2 separate regions of the Mus musculus genome follow, and region 1 is linked to region 2. The links are chromatin contacts, called in public promoter capture Hi-C maps. All regions are on one chromosome and are shown on one strand. Each heading gives the region's core, a stretch centred on a gene start, on an enhancer-like site or on the middle of the called end of the contact. The rest is flanking DNA. Distances are from core to core; before and after follow the strand shown. Region 1 holds the start of Nmd3 (NMD3 ribosome export adaptor). Region 2 has its middle 12 kb from the start of Il12a.

Region 1 (7,158 bases), core at 922-3,421, 1.0 Mb before region 2:
AGATTTTATACATTTACTAGTCAAAAACAAAACAAAACAAACAAACAAAAAACCCCTACCAAGCCAAAGCCTTCAAGATTCTACTGTTTAAAGTGGGGGAGGAGACACTTAATGGGTCAAAGTGCTTCCAGCTCTTATAGCAAACTGGGGTCAATTTTCAGCACACAAGAGGCAGCTCACAACCATCTGTAACTCTAGTTCCAGGAGAGTCTACCACTCTTCTGATGTCCATGGCCTCTTACATGCACTTAGCACACACACATACACTCACGAATAAAATAAGTTGATTTGTTTTTAAAAGACAAGTGGGGTGTGGGGGGAAATCTTTTTCGTCTTAACAACCAGGAAGCAGGGCACACAGATCTGTGAGTCTCACGCCAGCCAGAGCTTCATGAGAGTCTGTCTCGAAGAGGGGAAAAAGGCAATCTTAAAGACAGAGTGAAGAAGAATCCTGAAACATCGGCAAAAATCAAAGGGCCATAATTCTGAAAATGCTTAAAGAGGGCACTGTGCGACTTTGTCATGCTAATGAACTTCATGCAATGATAGAAATGTCCTAGTCCCTCATCTCTTCTTTAAAATTGGAAAACTAAGAAAAAAAGAAATTAGCAATGCAAATAGTCTAACAACAATAGCAAACACTAATGTGCACATAAATTCAACAATATAAACAAAAGACAGCCAAGTGTGATGGTGCAGACCTTTACCCAGCACTTGCGAGGCAGAGGCAGAGGCAGACAGATCTCTCTATGAGTTCCTGGTAAGCAGGACTTAACATGGTAAGACTGTCTCAAAAGCAAAAATAAACAACAAAGAGAAACAAACAATATATGTAAGATCCGTTTCTCGTTTCTCTTGCATCTGACTCGGCTAGTGGGTGCCCCCTTTGTTCTGAGCATCTACAATGCGTAGATGCGAACAGGCCCCCTTTACAGGGACCCACAATGAACAGTAAAGGAAAATGTACGTATTCCATGAAAACAGAAAGGAGATTATTAAGGAAAGGAAAGGGACCTGTGAGGGGGTAGGAGGGTTAAGGAAGATCAATGGTAGGGTAAATATGAACGCTGTACAATGTTAAATATGCGGACCCTCCTATATACATGAAAATATAATGAAACCCTGTATTTTATGTTACAAAGTAATTTTTAAAAGGAGAAATAGACAAAAATACAGGACAAGAAGAGCACCTATGCCTACCGATGCTCTAAGCTACAGGAGTATAACTCTATAGTGTACTGGAGGCAGAAAAATTTTGTGAAGCAGGCCTGACATAATCGCAGCACTTGGGAGGCTAAGGCTGAAGGGACAAGGCTCTCAAGGTCAGCCGTGGCTACAGAGTGAATTCCAGGGCCAATCTAACAGGACTGGCTCCATCGAAAGTAAGATTTCAACGAAACAGCAGAAAAAGTCTGTGAACCTCCGCCACCGTGGCCCACGGCTGCCCAAAGAAAACTAAGATAATCTTCCAGTGGTGGCCACTAGCTGCACGTGAGCACCGCATACCATGTGGCTAGCACGACAGAGGAGCCGGGTGACAACCGTACACGTCCACTCGTGCCCCTCTAGGAGGACGTCTTCTCAAAGCACTCATTTTTTTCTACACCGGACTTAAAATGGGGTAGACTTCCTATGCGATCAAGACCCAACCGTTTTCTCCCACCGAGAAAAGGACCTCTCCTGCTAGCGTTAACCGTTTTCTCGGTATTTTACGATCTGCAGACGCCAAGGGATCGATCAGGGCGGGCTCGCAACTCACATGTGTCCCGGGCTGTGCTCAATGGACTCTGCCATGTACTCCATGGTTCGCGCGCGACCTATCAAGGGGAGGGAAGGACCGGTGAGACTTGGATCCATCAGGTCGAGTCTCCTGAGTTCGGGGACAGCCATGCGTGCGGCACACAAGCCCGGGGGTCGCGAGCCGCCGCCCAGCACGGCCCTTCCGCCCTCCTCCGCGCCGCGGCTCCGCATGCGGCCGGCCTCGGCCCCACACCCACGCCCCGGCGCCCGTGCGGGCCGCTCGCAGCCCGGGTACAGGGCCCGGCTCGCTCCCTCGTCTGGCCGCTGTTGGCGCAGGAGCCGGGTCTCCCACCCAGAACCTACCAGCAGCTCCGTGACAGGGCGAAATACACCCACAGCGGGCAACCCGCCGGCCAGGACGCACTACCGGCTACCTCAGCCGCGCTACACACCTACGAAGATCTCGCGATAGGAGAACCGGAAATCCCGCGTGCTGAAGGGTGCGGGAGAAGGGGACGGGTGGGCGGGGTCAAAGAATACACGTGTAGCAAGGGGCGGGGCCTATGGAGTGAGTGGGTGGGGATACGGGAGACCGGGCGAGCTGAGCAGGCTCGGGACAGTGATTACAACAGTTTGGTGTCTGTGATAGGCTCACCGTTCCACCCGCCCCCGTATCTTTAAAATGCACTTCTCAGCTCCTGGGGAGAGGGCTCAGCAGTTAAAAGCAGTTGTTCTTACAAAGGACCTGGGTTCAATTCCCAGCACTCACAGGGTGGGCTCACTGACGTCTAGAGTTCCATTTGGAGAGGATCTGCCGCCCTCTTAACTCTGAGGCCACCAACCACAAACTTGGTGCATATATATTCATGCGGGCCAAACACTCAAATACATAAAATACATGGATCTTTCTAAAGAAACATGGCCACTGTAAATATCACCATGGACAACTTAAGAGTATCGAATCGCTGTTTACTAAACAGTTGATGCAAAAAGAAAAAGAAAAGAAAGAAAAACTGAAAACTCTCTATTATATTGCAAACACTGTACTTTTAATAGTAAGCAGAAAATATAAAATGTTTTTCATTAAAGAAAAGTATTATTCTTAAAGAAATCATCTGAAACATATTTTTCTCAGAAGTGGATCCACAAAATAGATGAAAACAGGTAAATCCGCAACTGTAACCGAAACTGATGTCAAAAGGAAGACCCTAGCATTTCTAAGGTCCGAAGAGGTGTCAGACGCCCCGGAGCTGGAGTTACAGGTGGTTTGAAACTGCCCAACACAGAGGCTGAGAACCAAGCTCTTCTGGTCCTGGGAGAGAGTAGCAGATGTTCTTAACTGCTGAGCCACCACCTTTCCAGCTCCACACAATCATCTGTGTTTTATAAGACATTTATAATGAACATGGAAATGTAACTACAGTATAAACTTTAGTTACTTGTTTTTTAAAGATATGCCTAATTTCTACTAAAACAGACAAGGGTGTTTATGTTCTCCACTTTTAATAGAGTGTTGGAAGTTTTTAGCTAGGGCTGTAAGACAAGGGAAATAATAAAGGGAATACAAATAAGAAAGGGAGAAACCAAAATATTCTTATTTGCAGATGCTATGATTCTATACATGAGAGTCCTAAGAACTCCAATAGAAGCCTTAGCGTTGGAGGCTGGGGAGATGGCTGAGTCAGTAAGGTGCTTGCCATGCAGGCTCGAGGATCTGAGTTGGATACCCAGCACCTGCATAAAGAGGGGAAAGTGGTCTGAAGAGATGGCTCAGTAGTCCATACTATTATTCTTGCAAAACACTAGAGTTCAGTACCCAGCATCCGTATTATCATCTTTGAATGGCTTATAACTTCAACTCCAGGGGGATGCCTCTATCTTCTGTGGGCTCCTGCACTCATATTAACCGTCGGCACTATTCAGGTAAATGAGGCAAAGAATTTTTCTTACTAAGCCTGCCTTTAGCCAAGTGGCATATCTAGAGGATCACACTATTCCAATTTAGGCTAATGACTCTAATTGGACTCCAGGACCCTATGACAGTAGAGGGTCTTTGTTCCCCAATGAAGAGGGTTTAAATTTGAATTCATCTTATCAAATAGAAGTGGGAGGATTTCCTTTTTGGATTGGGCATGAAGTTCATATTTGAAAGTTATAGCTAAGGGGCAGTTATTTATTATTCATAAATGAACAAATATGAAGGACCCAAGAACCTATTCATTTGAATAGGGGAGGGGTTTGAAGAAAATATTACTAATAGTCTTTCCATTCCACCTCATTCTCCTCCTCGCCACACTCCTGTAGTCTTGGAGGTAAGTGTCTGGGAACAATGAAGAGGATCAGAGCTGTGAGCTGTGAGTAATTCTTGCTGTGGTAACTTCATACCTTGGTGCCTACAGGCTCTGCTTGCACCAAAGGTGCAGAAAGACACAGAATTAAGATAGTTCTATAATCAGCCAGGCGGTGGTGGTGCACGCCTTTAATCCCAGCACTTGGGAGGCAGGGGCAGGTGGATTTCTGAGTTCGAGGCCAGCCTGGTCTACAGAGTGAGTTCCAGGACAGCCAAGGCTACACAGAGAAACCATATCTAACAAAACCAAAACAAACAAACAAAAAAAAAAAAACAAAAAAAGATAGTTCTATAATAATAATACCATCACCCACCCATAGCAACGAATCTACGGTTAGTATGACGTGGAAGCATATGGTACCTCCTCTCTTCATATGGAGAGAGGAACTACTCACAACCATCTTTGGGATTAATCATCGTGTAACATTTGGGCCTGGGAAAGGAATATATAGAAAACTACTTCTAACAATAGGACTATGTTCTCTCTTATTTAAAAAAAAAAAAATGTACCTCATCTTGTGGCTGTTGGCAGGCAAGTTAGCTGGCCCCACCACCGCTGGCTGCATCACTCGAGAGAGCAGGCCCCACACCTGCCTTGCCTGGGCAGCACAGTAGAGCTGGCCCTGGTGGCGTGAGCATGGGAGAATCAGCTGAAAGGTGGGGAGCTGGCCCCATGTCTTGCCCACTGCCACAAGCAAGAGAGCTGGCCCTGTCCCTCACCTGAGCAAAGCAGGAGAGCTGGCCCTAATGGCATGGGTGCAGGAGAACTGGAGGGCTAACCAATTCAACTTCTACCTAGACCCAGATCCAGGGCTTTTGAGTTGGCCCACCCCAACATCTACCCCAGATATGAACTGCTGGAGCTCATGAAGGGGCTAGTCCAACCAATCCAAAGCTGCAGGTTCTCCATGACTCAGGGCAACAACAGTATATCCAAGGGGAGTCCCAGTGAGAATCCAGAATCCATAGTGTAGCAGAAGCCAGAGACCTTGAACCAGACCAATGACTCATTGCAAAGAGCATTTGCAAAGAAGTGTGGAAAAAAGGACATACTGTGTGACACACTGTGGCACACTGCAGTTAGCACAGTAAGAATTCTTTTTTTTAATTTTATTTTGATTTTTTGATTTTTTGATTTTTTGAGACAGGGTTTCTCTGTGTAATCCTGGCTGTCCTGGAACTCAGTCTGTAGATTAGATTGGCCTCGAACTCAGAAATCCGCCTGCCTCTGCCTCCCAAGTGCTGGGATTAAAGGCGTGCACCACCACTGCCCAGTTGTGAGATGCTTTTTACTTTATTTCTTTTTGCATTTTTCTATTTAATTTATGCATGTATGTATGTATGTATTTGTTTTGTTTTCTCTTGGGCGGGGGTGATGCAAGGACCGAGGGCAGATATGAAGGAGACAGGGACATGAGTGAGATTGCAGTGCATGACATGAGATTCACAAAGAGTCAGTCAATAGTTTTAAAAACATGTGTCTCATAATATTATGGCGTCTGTTTGTCTTCCTTATTTGTTTATGATTGTCAAAACTACTCGGAATCGGTCTGAAGGATACGTGTCTTATTCCAAACGTTCTTCATTCCTGTTAATTTGAGCTTCAGAGAATTTACGTACTCTAAGCCCAGACTGGTGTTTGGATGCCTGTAGAGATGGCTCGTGCCTGGGAAGAATCTCACTCCATGTCTTCACGTTATCATATGTTGGGTCAAAAGAAAAAAAGGATTGAAGAATGGTTGGGCTAATTGTTGCCCTTGTGTTGGGAGTTGTGGTCTTTGCCGCTGCTGCTGCTGCTGCTGCTGCTGCTGCTGCTGCTGCTGCTGCTGCTGCTGCTGCTGCTAACGTAGCCGTGTGTCGACACATCCAAACTGTGCCTTATAGTTTAGAATGGCATTCTGACTCAGAGAAACTGTGAAACATTCAAAGACATATAGACTCCGTGCTGAAATCGCTGATTTAGAATCAACTGTGGTTATGTTAGCAGTTAGTTTACAAGGACAGTTCTCATTAAGATGTGATTGGAATGTGACTCAAGTCTGTGTACTGCAGTGAGGCCTTGTTCCCTTGGGATTAGGTCAGAAAACATTTAATAATTCATGGTAACTCAAGAAATACTGAAATTATGGTCAGATATTAATCACATGTTTGCAGAACAAGTACATACACTAACAGCTAATGGATTATTGGAAAATATCCATGACAGATTGGGAAAGTTAAATTTAATTTAACAATTTAGTATTTCAAGCTCCTTCTGTGATGCAATGTTTATATTGATTGTTCGCTTGGTTTTGTTATTTTTAATGGCCAGGAGGAAAAACTCCTGACATTAAGAAAATACTCAATATCAGGCAGCTGTATTCAACACTATGTTACAAAATATGACTAAACAAAAGGGGGAGACAAAGGAGCTCTGCGGAACTGATGCCAGGCATCTCTTGCAAACAAGAGGGTACTTGCAGAATTTTGGCAGAGAGCTGCTTTCACGGTCCAACAAGTATTTCCTTGGCCAGGCTTAGCGTTCTTCGAGTTTATCTTCTAGGGGGAAAAAATCAACTAGCAACATATAAAAAGGTCTTATTTGTCCAGGAAAAAAAAAGGAAGCAACATTATAGATTGACTCTTGCATAGTATGTATTTTGGAATCCGAGTAATGCAACAGTATAATGTGGTTAAGAACAAAGACTCTGGCTCCCTCCTCGGCACTGCCTACGAGGTGGCTACCTTCTGTTATGCAGCATCATGGCTGCCCTCCGGCCTCTGGTGAAGCCCAAGATCGTCAAAAAGAGGACCAAAAAGTTCATCAGACACCAGTCAGACCGATATGTGAAAATTAAGTGGAACTGGAGGAAACCCAGAGGCATCGACAACAGGGTGCGGAGAAGGTTCAAGGGCCAGATCCTGATGCCCAACATCGGTTACAGGAGCAACAAGAAAACCAAGCACACGCTGTCTAGTGGCTTCCGCAAGTTCCTGGTCCACAATATCAAGGAGCCGGAGGTGCTGTTGATGTGCAACAAATCTTACCGTGCTGAGATTGCTCACAACGTGTCCTCTAAGAACCGAAA
Region 2 (7,366 bases), core at 4,479-6,978:
TCATCCACGCACTGCAGGCCATGCCCCCTCGCCAGTCACGAGGCTTCAGCTAATCAGGGCAGCAGGGGCAAATCTCCACCAAATTGGATTCACCTGTATCCTGGTACACCTGCGCAGCACTCAAGATGTTTGTGTCTTATATGAGGAAGTCAGGTGCAAGTCATATGACTTAGCTGCAGTCCCTGGCGCCTTTGGGACTGCCGCCACACCCGCTCCCCACAATTCCCCCTTTTTTCTTTTTTGGCAGAGAGAATGTCTGTAGATAGCCCCCCGTAGTCATGCCCCTTACCCGTCCTTGGGTGACAAACAGCATTGGTTTGATCCCTGTCTTAGGTTGGTGACATGCCCAGGGAGTCTTATCACTGACTACCTCTCAATCATGCCAAGCCACTCCTGGGGAGATTGTGTTTTGCTTGCGGCAGGTGCATCAAAAGGCCAGGATGTTAATTAACTTATGGCCAGATCTTAATTGCTGCAAGCAAGCCTCATGGGTGAAGGTAGAGGTCTGATCCCCAGTGTGCAAGCATAGGGGCCCTACACAAAACCATCCCTTAGGCTCATCACCCAGAGAGGTCTTGGCCAGCTCCCGTGTCGTTTTTCCTAGGGGAAGGGAACTAGGACACTGAACCTTCATGCAATCAGACGTGCCTTCCACAGGATGCCAACAGCAAGCTATCCTCTGTGCAGTGCTTAGCCTCGCACCCCACGGCATAACGCAGCATAATTTCTTTTAGAGCGGCAAACCGAATCTGAGGAGATTGTCCCGCCTCCACTGCAGCAAAAGCCTACGCTACCATGGCGAAAGTGCGGACCCGCACACTCTGCACCTAACACATGTGCCAAACACAAAACACACACACACTATAACAAGCATACATCCCAGGGCTCTCATCCCCGCTCATCTTCCCTGAAGCAAGGGATAGATGGCCAGCGGGGCTATCTCTTTAAGGGGAATTCAGGGATCAAAAAGGCATAGAAAAATTTGAATGTCATGTCGAGCTGGTATTGGCGCTTCTGGAACACCGAAAGGATCTCTCATCTCGGCTCCATCCTTTGTGCTTGTGGGATCATCCACCACATCCACAGGGGCAACTGGATCAGGAGCCTCATTCTTGTAGCGTCTCACCAATCTCTCCAGCACCCAAAGAGGTTCCGTCTGGTCCTGTGGAAACACACAAACAGACCCTCTCGCCCACGTCAACACCTGATCTGGTTGATCCTCTCCAAATCTCCGGACAGAAGGTCCACCTACAGGTGGATGCTGAGGAGGCATAGGGAGGGGGGAGCAAAAGCTAATTTGCCTTCCTCCTCCACCTCAGCTCTTTTATTTTGTCCTTTCTGTCCACCTGATAACACTGTGTCTCCTTTCTTTTTCCTTTTTCTTTTTAAGCCCTTCTCTTCCGACATACTTTCTTGTTGCTCTATAAGGATTTTCTGACCTGTCTTGACTGCCTCTTGATTCAAACAGTAACAGAGTCCATATATCAGAACAAACAAGACCAAAACTATCAGACCTACCCACAAAGGGTCAATGGGAGAAAAAAGCATAACTACACAGCGAGGATCTATTGATCACTACACTGAGGTTATCATAGTTCCTTAATCTGTCCTGAAACTGGGAACCTTAACTTATCCCAAAACCGGGAACGTATCGTTACTTTGTGCCTGCTTCCTGGCAACTTTATATTCCCCTCTATTTTATCCGAGGTCCTTCCCAAACTCCTGGGTTACTTTGTGCCTACTTCCTGGCAACTTTATGCTCACCTCTATTTTATCGAGGTCCTTCCCAAACTCCTGGGGTTGCAAGTTTCACTCACCATGAACTTACCCTGCCAGCAACCACTGACTGCTGAAAGTTCTGAACTCGGTGGGGGAGTCGGTTCCCCGTACGGGCCACCAATTGTCGCATCTGCTCTCGACCAGCAAGAACGATGCGACCACCAGTCCTTCTAACAGCAGTTTATTCCGTCTTCATCTTTCTTCTTTCTCTTCATCAGTACCGTTCCCCAGCTGAAGAGTTCTGAATCCACGCCAGATCCTTCTCAACAGTCTGTTTCACAGGAACCTTTATTAACCCCTTCTTCCCCGTTATGCAGTTCTGAATCCTCCCTGTAGCAGGGGGTCTTCGCTCTTGCCTGAAGATGTTTCTTGTCCCGGGTTTCGGCACCACTTGTTGCGCGCACTCAACAGGCCAGGAAGAACGACGCTGCTACAGGATCCTTCTGCACACATTTATTCAGTCCTGTTTCTTCTTTCTCCATATATCTCCCTTGTTTATATCTCCCCTGTTTATATCTCCCTTGTTTTTATATCTCCCTTGTTTATATATCTCCCCCGAACCCTGGGCCTCTCACTCCTTTTATACTCTCTCTCATCCACGCACTGCAGGCCATGCCCCCTCGCCAGTCACGAGGCTTCAGCTAATCAGGGCAGCAGGGGCAAATCTCCACCAAATTGGATTCACCTGTATCCTGGTACACCTGCGCAGCACTCAAGATGTTTGTGTCTTATATGAGGAAGTCAGGTGCAAGTCATATGACTTAGCTGCAGTCCCTGGCGCCTTTGGGACTGCCGCCACACCCGCTCCCCACACATTCCTGCCCAGAAAAAGAAAAGAAAAACCAGAGAGATTAATCCCCGTGAAGAGTCAGAGGAACAAAGCAATAGAAAACCTCACTGACTGGTTCACAGGAACTAAGGCACACAGAAGGGAAGTTCGTTTCTGAGCCAGTCAAGACTGATAGTGGCTCTGTGTGTAGCTTAGCAATTCCTCATGTAGAGGTGGCTGGAAGAGCAGTTGTGCACACCGGAGGTGGTGGAGGGCTTTCCCTTCTCAAATCACGTTCTCTGAACACATGGTTGGAGTTACTATCACTATGAAGCATTTAAACCAACAGTATTGGTGTGCACTGGGTTCTGAAATGTCATGCTCAATTTGATGCTAAAGATGGGGCAGTTGCCTCCTGGTTGAACTATCTAAAGCTGGATAGAGACCTTCAGAAGTTGCAGGGAAAGCACAGAGGGTTCTGTGATTCACTTATAACATTGCTGAGGCAGCCGCTGGGACCATATCATAGACCAACAGCAAGAGGATAGGGCTACCATGGAGCTAGGTGCAGGTGGTCTGTGCTCCGGATCTACGGAGGTTATGATGCTATGGTGGCTATATATGGGAATGATAACTTTGATGATGGAGTGAGGAGTGAGCTCTATGATCTGTCAAGACACAGTGCTGTGGCTGGTGATGCAAGCTTGGGTTTCTGTGGTGGTTACTTTGTTCCTACGAGAGGACTGTCTCTTTTGTGCAACTGAAAATAGCCATTGCTGATTCTCAGCACTGAATCCCACTGAACTCATGCAGGTTTTGGAGCTGACGACAGAGTATCAGGAGAAGCAGATGTAGACCCCATAGCCCACGAGGATGCTGCCTGCCATGTGCAAAGATAAGATGCTGCTTCCACGAGTCTTCTTGGTTTGGATCTTGGAGGTGTCTCTGTAACTGTAGGTTCTTTAATGAAAATGGAGAAGGAATAGGTCATAGGGAAGGATATGTGTGTTTAAGAGGGGGAGTGGACGTGATCTGAGAATCTCAGTGAGAGCTGCCTGTGGTCATTGTCAGAAGCCAACATAACCACCTCCCAACCTAACTCCCCCTAGGCACCCCACCCTCCCTGCATGCAGCTGTCCTTGCTAACCCTCAATGTTATTTTACTGTAAATTCTCCCTCTCTGTCGTGTGTAGATTGTGTACGTCATTATGTCCCTGGTTTTTATAACTATGGTGTGATCAATAAGGATTCCTGTAATGCTGCTTTAAAAGTGCTGCTCAGAGGGTGGCCTCTATTATAGGACACCTGTACACTCTGATGCACTAAGTCAATAAAGGCACAACTGAAAAAAAAAAAAGGTGGAGAGTGGAGAGCCATTAGGGTAGTGGCTACATTACTCCTGATAGCTTGGGTGGCTACGGGAATGGTTGGTAGAGGTGGGGTGGGGGTGGGGAGGAAGAGTCAGTGGGGTAGGTGGGAGTGGCAGTTACTGTGAGTGAGGTAGCATGGGTAAAGGTGGAGTGCTGTGGGTGTACTGAAAGCAAAGTCACCAACATGCCATTCCCTCGACTGCCTCTGGACTCTCTGACTTTCTGCAGATTTCATTTTGTATTTTAAGAATTTTATAATGATCGAAGGGATATGCTTTCAAAGTATTATTTAGGTAGGTCAAACAAGTCCAGGGGTGCAGACCTGTAATCAAAACTGCTCAGGAACAAAATCCCTGGCATGGAGTTGGGGGAGGGGAGAGGGGCACAGAGTCTCGGCACTAGGGAGAGAGGTGTTGACCTCTGACAGTTGCAGGGAGAGAAAGACTCTGTTGATTTTTAAGGCTGTGGCCCCCCACAGGTCAACCCCACTCTAGGCAGGCCACTACCAAGGGACTACACAAACTAGACTCAACAGTTAAAAAGTAGAGGAGGGGAGGTGCATCTAGGAGGAGGGGGTGAATATGACCAAAATATATTGTACAAAATTCTCAAAGAATTAATAAAAATATTTAAAAACTCCAAAAATAAAATAATTCCCAGGATGGATGGGGTAAATTTTATATCACAGCAGAACATATGCTAATATCTTACAAACTAACTTTCATGAGAGATGATACAAGATTTCCAGACCTTGGCATGGATCTGAGATTAAAGACAGAGGCAGATTGGAGCCCCTATGTGCAAGCCCAGTGGAGGGAGGCAGAGACAGGAGAATCCTGGAACCACAACGACCAATCTGGAGAGTTTGTCACACAAATTACTCAGTGAAATTTATCAATAACACAGACAAAGTAATTAAGAACATGAGGACCCCAGTAGGCCAATGAGAAAAATCATTAACAGACAACTCACTGAAGAAAGCTATAGTTAATAACTATGTTAAAAAGATATGAGACGGCTCAACCAAATACAGGTACATGAAATAAATCCTTTTAGGTTGACAAAGGTATGAAAGGGAATTCATAATGAAACTGTTTCTGAAAATAAATTTGACAAAGTTTATCAAGAATCTGAACTTTCTGGAGCCGTTGACCCCGATAAAGCCAGGAATATACCTTAAAGAATTTCAGAAATGCAAAAGACAAAAATTGTAATAACAAAATAAATGCCAAAGTATGGGCAGGTCTCTCATTAGAGAAGCTTAAATGTGGTTAGCATTTACAGAATATAATACAGCCTTATGATTAAGTTTACAAAGAGCTTTGTCAAAATAACCTATGAACATTAAAAATAAAATAAAAGCAAGTGACTTAAAGCTATTGTGGGAGGAGGCTTAAGGTGCTGCAAGCTCGCTTAGACCTGAAACAGCTTAGGAACAGGGAAGTTGGAGAGGGACGGCATAGGAAGTGGAGAGAATCAGCCAAAACGTTGCCAGTAACTGTCACGGAGTCACGGCTGTGGCCACAGCTGAGTTTGAAGATCACTGTGTGCAACATCCTGTCGCGGTACCAGGAGATAAACGCGGGGCCTGTGTGAGGGTTGGCGGTCTGCTTCCGTGGAGACCCACTTGACAGAAGTCTGAGTTTCCCCCTCAGCATCTCTCCGCAGCCTAAGAATAGCAGAAGCCGAGAAAAATGAGTGTTGGATAAACTCAAGTTTGGAACTGGGCAGAAGGAGGTGGGAGGGAGTCAGGGTAAGGAAGGCAGCTGGAGTGCCTGCTTGAGCAATGAGTCACTCAACGGAAAGCCACCAAACATGTGTACTGGGTGCCAGGCACTGGCTCCTCTGCACCTGGGGCGGGGCGTGGGGGGCGGGGGGCGGTATCAGGGACTCAAAAACACTTGGGGGAAAGGACGGGGTGGGGGTGGGGGGAAGGCTGAGAGCAAGACACGAACTACATAATAAGCTGAATATGATTGTGTGATTGGAAACGAAGGAAATGGCAGAGCTTGGAAGCCCCAAACTGCAAATATTTATTTTAAATTTGCTCCCCTTTCTTCCTTAACTATTTTTGCATTATTTGAATTATATCTGATCACATGCGTACAGAGGCACAGACTCCCTGCTTTGAGTTCTGAACAAGCTCTGGGTGGGCATAGCAAAAAAAGACAGATTTTATAAGCGGGAATTGCTTGATGAACTATTTATAAAGATAACTGCTTGGCACGTGTGCACAAGGCTGCCTTCTTTAGAGGGTTAAGGGCGTATCTGAGAGATCGGGCACTGATTTAGCACACATTAAAAACCTTGGATTTGCTCACCATAACTGGCACCCCTCAAATTAACAACATAAGTCAGTGTAGACTTGTGCAAATATGGCGATTTGCAACTTACTCGGAGAATATCAGCCAACCAAAATGAAATGCACTGGGGTGGGGGGAGGGGAGCAGGGCGGTGGGGAGACAGAGGGTGAGCATCAGGTCACTCGGGACTGCTAAGTCTTTTCTGTATTTGTTTCTACCTTGTTTACTTTTGAAATGGCCAAGGACAGCTGGACACCCTAGCTCATGCCAGGAGTCCCAGTGTGAAGGCTGAGAGAGGAGGATTTTGAGTTCAAGGATAGCTGGCCTAAGGAAACAACAAAATTTAAAAAGCAAACAAAAGGCCAAAGAGTTTGTGACTTGATTCATTCACCAAAGCTGGTCTAAGTATAGTCCGGGTAGAAAGGGAGGCATTACAGGGGGCAAAGGTACCTAAAGGTTACTTACTACCCCCAGGATACAATAAGAAGGCATGAAGGTACACTCTACATAGCTCATACCAAAGAAATAAAAGAAAGCTTAAGAAATCCAGGACACAGAGAAACACTGTCTCGAAAAACCAAAAACCAAACCAAACCAAACCAAACCAAACCAAACCAAACCAAACCAACAACAAAAACAACAAAAAAACATCAACAACTAAAAAGCAAAACAGCAACACCGAGGTAAGAGGCTGGCGAGATGGTGCAGCAGTTAAGAGCACTGGCTGCTCTTACAGAGAAGCCGGCTTATTTCCCAGCATCCACTGCGGCTCCTACATCAGACACAGAGCCCCAGAGTCTGAATTTTACCGATATGGATGTGCGACTTCCACCTTTCAAGGATATTCCATTTGCTTGCCAAGGAGTCGGTACAAACACCTTGTGAACAGTGTCCCAGCATGTCTCTGTGAACCCCAAAATGGGTCAGGAAGGCATTAAACAGAAGTGGGTTGTCCCTAGATGATATGTAAGAACACTAGCATAAAAAGCTTTTATGGTCTGTCTCAATTATTTAATCTCTGCCAGTTCAGATGAGCGTCCTCTGCCTCTGTGCTAATCCACACCGACATGTGAAGTGAGGCAAGCTATTCCCGTAGCATTCAGGAACGGAAATAGAGGTGTCAGAGGAACTTGGGAAGCAGAAAT

Evidence for each region. Promoter capture Hi-C pulls out the DNA fragments that hold promoters and counts their contacts.
Region 1: a contact with region 2 is called in a promoter capture Hi-C map of pre-B cells, with 2.8 times the contacts expected there. The contact joins the promoter of Nmd3 here to the enhancer-like site in region 2. A contact is called at or near these places in 1 of 39 promoter capture datasets (pre-B cells) and 2 of 115 datasets of contacts at active chromatin or transcription factors (bone marrow-derived macrophages and pancreatic cancer cells).

The regions. Positions count from the first base shown.
Region 1 is chr3:69,717,068-69,724,225 of GRCm38.p6, reverse strand. Nmd3 (NMD3 ribosome export adaptor) reads right to left here and starts at 2,171. Exons shown (of 16, transcript NM_133787.2): 1 at 2,104-2,171; 2 at 1,760-1,817. The coding sequence starts at 1,803. It also overlaps the pseudogene Rpl32-ps.
Region 2 is chr3:68,675,298-68,682,663 of GRCm38.p6, reverse strand. No RefSeq gene overlaps it. Among named protein-coding and RNA genes, the nearest start is that of Il12a, 12 kb to the left of the region's middle. Within about 2 kb of position 5,728, at least 223 of the 459 cell types and tissues checked have an H3K27ac peak or open chromatin away from gene starts, as enhancers often do. A contact at or near this core is called in bone marrow-derived macrophages, pancreatic cancer cells and pre-B cells, where this site is marked.